Regions from separate parts of the Sus scrofa genome. Here region 2 is linked to region 1. A link is a contact called in public Hi-C data. All regions are on one chromosome and are shown on one strand. The core of a region is the stretch at or near the end of the contact, and the rest is flanking DNA. Distances in the headings are between cores, read along the strand shown.

What was found. A called contact is a pair of places that touch in the nucleus more often than the background predicts.
Region 2: a contact with region 1 is called in a Hi-C map of liver, with 1.8 times the contacts expected there. The contact joins two enhancer-like sites. A contact is called at or near these places in 2 of 5 promoter capture datasets (fetal skeletal muscle and liver), 3 of 47 Hi-C or Micro-C datasets (all in liver) and 2 of 2 datasets of contacts at active chromatin or transcription factors (alveolar macrophages and skeletal muscle).

What each region holds. Positions count from the first base shown.
Region 1 is chr7:32,664,838-32,667,537 of Sscrofa11.1, forward strand. It overlaps FGD2 (FYVE, RhoGEF and PH domain-containing protein 2), which reads left to right. Exons shown (of 13, transcript XM_021098655.1): 7 at 2,277-2,356; 8 at 2,441-2,471. Among named protein-coding and RNA genes, the nearest start is that of FGD2, 18 kb to the left of the region's middle. Within about 2 kb of position 1,369, at least 31 of the 83 cell types and tissues checked have an H3K27ac peak or open chromatin away from gene starts, as enhancers often do. A contact at or near this core is called in liver, where this site is marked.
Region 2 is chr7:32,769,603-32,772,302 of Sscrofa11.1, forward strand. No RefSeq gene overlaps it. Among named protein-coding and RNA genes, the nearest start is that of PIM1, 17 kb to the right of the region's middle. Within about 2 kb of position 1,374, at least 36 of the 83 cell types and tissues checked have an H3K27ac peak or open chromatin away from gene starts, as enhancers often do. A contact at or near this core is called in liver, where this site is marked.

The DNA of each region.
Region 1 (2,700 bases), core at 119-2,618:
TTGGGGCTGAATCAAGGGCCTGGGGGTGGGATGCAAACCTGAGGGGGATGAGGGCTAATGGAGGGACATGGGGACCTACTGGGGGGTGGGGGTCACAGCCCTTTCCCCACACCTCAGCTCACTGAGGTCTTTTGGGAATGCAGATGAGCCCCCCCTCCCACCTGTAGCATCCAGCTCTCCTTCCTAAAGTGGCCAGAATATCTCAGAGGCCAGGGTGCGTGCAAGCTTGTATATCTGGCAGCCTTGATGAGTAAGACTGAGAAAGTCAGGTTATGGAGAATTACAGAGAAATGGAGATTGGCAGCACTGTCTGGGGACTGGCAGAGAAAAAAGAGGCAGAGATCGACAGATAAAAAAGCCAAGAAATAGACCAAAACAGAAAGAGAAAAAGAGAGAACGGCCTGAGAGTGTCAGATACTCAGGCTGTATGATGGGGGCTCACAGACCCGGTGTGCGTGCCTGGTTCCTGGCATCTGCTGGTCTCAGTGAACAGGGTCCCTGCAGGGCGTGTCTGGTGCTCTGGTGGCTGCACAGCACCCTCTGCTGGATGGCATGAGCCCAGCAGGTGCAAAGCTGTTTACCCACCTGCGTTTCTGAGTCTGAGGTTTTGGAGGCAGGTCTGGTCTTTGACCACCAGAAAGTTCCCACTGGCCTGTGACCCCCTGGCCTCTGCCTTCCTAAGTATCAAGGAGGTCTAGTTCTCAGCAGCTAGTTCTCCCCCAGGGTCCGACTTGGTCCAGTTGTGCTGTCCTGCACAGGGCCAACCTAAGAAGAAGGAAGGGGTGCAAGCACGTACATATACTTGGCATCTCCATGGACAGCTGTGCAAGTTGTGCACTGCAAGAGCACGCCTCGTTTGAGATGAGCACAGCTCCCCCACAGCTGGCCGCGTAGATTGTATATTTACCATTCTCCTTGTCCAGCAGATGGCAGTCAAGCGTCTGGTTCAACAAAATCCGACTATTATGCCAGTTTGCCAACAGATGTCAGTAAAGTGTTTTGAGGAAGGAGTATCTTTTTAAAACTAGCACAAAGACACAGTACAGGCTGGCAGGGGCCTGAACTGATCCAGAGTCTGGTGGTTGAGCCTAGGCTCTGGGAATTGTCCTCTAGAAACCTCCATCTTGCCCCTCTGCCGTGGTGGCCCCTCAGGTCAGGGGCTCTCCCAGAAACCCATTTTCTATTAAAAGCATCATATTTCTTCCTAGCTGTGGTCTCCAAACCTTAGATTTCCCCCTTTAGTCCCTCTCCCCCTCCCTTATTCAGTCAGTTGTGGCATCTGGCCAGATTTCCTGATATTGTCTCTCTCCCCAGGTGCAGGCAGGCCCTGGGCAAGCCTCGACCATTCTGAGTATCACTTCCTACCTGGCCTCTGGGCTGCTGGTTTGTCCCATTTTCCCCAGACCCAGCCCTTTGACCTTCTCGCCCAGCGGCTGGAGCTGCTTTCCCGGAACACCTCTCTCCACAGAAGCTTCTCTGTTTATAAGCCCTCAGAGCCTCCCCATTGTCAAGAGTAACACGTGCAAATCACTTCGGCCCCTTCTAGAGGGAGGGGCTATGAGAGGGGTAGACTAGGCCTGGAGTCATGCTCTCTGGGTGGGATGGGCTGCCTGAAGGTGTAACAAGGCCTGGTTATCTCATGGCAGGGCCCCAGCAGAGGGCCCCAAGGGTCAGGTGGATTCAGTGACAACAGAGTTCCCCCATGCTGGGCCCTGGGGCTCTGGGTCTGTGTCTTAGCCACTCTTGTGACTCTCTCTCCACTGCCTGGGGGAGGTCTGTGCTTGCAGGGCTCTAGCAGTGGGGCCGAAATAGATGTGCTCCTCCCTTACCCTTGGGGACTAAAAGCCTGAGTTTGAATCTTCATTCTGCTCCTTATTTATTTACTGATTTAGTTTTGCTTTTTAGGGCTGCACCCTCCGCATATAGAAGTTTCTAGGTTAGGGATCAAAAAATCAGAGCTACAGCTGCCGGCCTACACCCCAACCGCAGCCACGCAGGATCCAGGCCGAATCTGTGACCGATGTCACAGCTCAGGGCAGCACGGGATCCTTAGCCCATTGAGTGAGGCCAGGGATTGAATCTGCATCCTCATGGGTACCAGTCAGGTTCATTACCACCAAGCTACACTGGGAACTCCCAGAAGGTGTTGAACAAGCTCACTGCCCTGTCTCTTGAATTCGAATTGTCCCTGGCATGCAGTCCACCTCCCTTCACCCACGGTGCCTGTGGAGAGGGGGTGGTGAGGCTGAGAGGTCTCTCCCTCCCTTTCTGAGCAGGTTCGAGAGCTGACTGACGCCGAGTTCCCCCACTCCTTCCTGGTGTCCGGGAAGCAGCGCACCCTGGAGCTGCAGGCCCGGTAGGCAGGCGGCTGAGGGCTGGGCGAGACGGGAACACAGGGAGGGGCTGCTCTTCTCAACATGTGTGTTCACTTTCCGAGCAGGTCCCAGGAGGAAATGATCTCCTGGATGCAGGTATCAGAACGCTCCAGGGCCCCTAGGATTCTGACTCCCTACCCAAGCTGAGGGAGAGAGGGGTGCAGTGTGTGTGTGTGTGTGTGTGTGTGTGTGTGTGTGTGTGTGCTGCTGCTACTCCCTGCTCTTCCTCAGAGTTGCTCTCTGGTACTTTGGATACAGATCTGAGTTCACATCTTAGTGCCTCTCACTGCCCAGCTGGTGGCCTGGGGCAGGTCACTTAATGTCT
Region 2 (2,700 bases), core at 124-2,623, 100 kb after region 1:
CTAAAAAAAAAAGAGATAAAATAAGTTGTCAATCAAATTACCTTGAAGGAGGAATTCTGGTTGTTGCTCAGTGGTTAACGAATCCAACTACAAACCATGAGGTTGCGGGTTCCATCCCTGGCCTTTCTCAGTGGGTTAAGGATCCGGCATTGCCGTGAGCTGTAGTGTAGGTCGCAGACACGGCTCGGATCCCGCATTGCTGTGGCTGTGGCTGTGGCGTAGGCCGGTGGCTACAGCTCCGATTCGACCCCTACCCCGGGAACCTCAATATGCCTCAGGAGTGGCCCTAGAAATGGCAAAAAGACAAAAAAAAAAGAAAAAAAAGGAAAAAAATTACCTTGAAGAAATTAAAAGAGCATTTATTGGAGTTCCCGTTGTGGTGCGGCAGAAATCAATCCAACTGGGAACCATGAGGTTTCAGGTTCGATCCCTGGCCTCGCTCAGTAGGTTAAGGATCCAGCATTGCCATGAGATGTGATGTAGGTCAGTACTGTATCTCCAATTGGACTCCTATCCTGGGAACCTCCATATGCTGTGGGTGTGGCCCTAAAAAGAAAAGAAAAAACAAACAAAAAAGACCATTTATTACATATTCAACACATCACTTCTTGGATTTTATGTCAAGCTTTCCTTCTATATCTGTATTGGACAATCCACAGAGTCAGCTATTTTTGCTGTGATTTCCTCTCTTACTCCAGTTTGCTCTTAGGATCCCTATAAAATAATAAAGACACATATTTACCATAAAGGAAAGAGCCTATGGAATAACTACAGATGCGAACCTTCTATTGCATCCATCACTTCTGATATTGCTACTATACTTCAGAAATTGTGTGAGTGAAAAATGATGCTTTGAAGTAATAGATTGTTCCTTTGCCTCCCAGTTTCACTTGATTTAGAAGAAACTCTACTTAATCCCCTCTCTAAAATTCCCTGAAATTACTCTTGCAGTGTGCAGCCTGAATTTAGGATAAATAAATTGCACAAGATTGAAAATACCCTTTCAGCTATCTTATTCTGTGTAATATTTGAAAAGGAATTGTGGAATTTTGTTTCTATGCAGCATTAAAAAAAAAAAAAGAGGGAAAAGGAGTTTTAAAAAAAGTCTTAGCAGCTGTGCATTTTTTTTAAATAATAAGAAAATAGCATTCCCCAGAATTTCCAGTAAAACCCGTAAGATTTAGGCAGTTCATCCCTAAAGTATGTGTGGGATGCTGGGAGCTCCCTGGCTTTTCCAGGCAGCTCCACCCCCCAACACCCCCCACACACACACCAAAAAAAAGCAGATGGGCTGCCTCTGAACGAATCAAACTCTCCAGGGGCAGAAGCTCTCTGCTCTAAATGCTAATAGAGTGAGTAATCAGAAACCTACATTTGGTAAATTATTTATCTTATCTCTGGAACTCAGCAAAGCATGGAAGGCAGGAACTTCTGTAGAAAGATGTTGTTGGTCAAGAACTCCAGCTGGAATTTGTACTTTTACTAGAAAAGGGAAAAGTTCAGAGACCAGAGTGGCTCATGAAGCAATCATTAAAAAAAAAAAAAAAAAAAAAAAAAAGAGACCACAGGCAAAGCCAAGGAAAACTGACTTCACAGTTCTGTGGAACAGGTCTGGTTCATGTTTTGTCTAATGGGCCTTAAGTTCCATCTGGATTAGGGTAATGGCCACAGAAACCAGTAGATAATAAAGCTCCCTGAAGAGCTGGGAATCAGTAGATTCTCGCACTCCTGGTCTCCTCCACCATTCCCTGGCAAAGGGCAGCCAGCCCAAGTAACCGGAAGCAGTAGTTCTGAAACCTGAGCTTCCGGCTTCGGAATCACCTGGAGGGCTTGTTAAACCAGGATGGCCCGGCCCCACCCCCAGAATCTCCCATTGTGTAGGCCTGAGGGGAAGGTGCCTGGTCGTTTGCATTTCTGCCTTTTGAACAAGTTCCCAGGTGCTGCTCTTGCTGGTTCAGGGACCTCACTTTGAGAACCACCGGCCTAGAGGGTGGGTCTTTTTCTTTCTACAGTTTGGTTTAGATCTGGTACAGTCCAAGCACCTTCCCTTGGGAGTTCCTTGATGGCTTAGTGGGTTAAGGATCCAGTATTGTCACTGCCGTGGCTCCAGCTACCGCTGTGGCGCGGTTTCAGTCCCTGGCCCAGGAGGGGTGCAGCCGAAAGTAAAACATAAAATAAAATGAGCACCCTCCTTTGGGATAGGCTATGGAGATTTGGAGCTTTAAGGGGTATGACTGGGATTTTGAAAGTGAAATTAGCCTTAGAAATGACTCTTAGCACTTTCACCTACTTTATAAAACATATTAACTTTTTTTTTGGCCACTCCCAGGACATGTGGAAGTTTCCCGGCCAGGGATTGAAACTGTGCCACAGCAGTAACCTGAGCCACTGCAGTGACAAAACCATGTCCTTAACCTGCTGAGCCACCAAGGAACGCCACAAAACATATTAACTTGATAAATCAATTCCATCTTTGGTTAATGTTATACTTAGAGCACACGCAATTGCCTTGTGTCCTCCACAGTCCCAAGTACTTTTGAGTTCAATAGAATTAAGCAGATGAAAAAGTAAAGGTTTCATTTGAATAAACATGGTTGTATATGTCACATTCACATTATAAACACATTAAAAAGTCTGTTTTACTTCAATACAGGGTCACCAGTGCATCCACATTGCGAACTCAGTTCTGATCAACGGAAT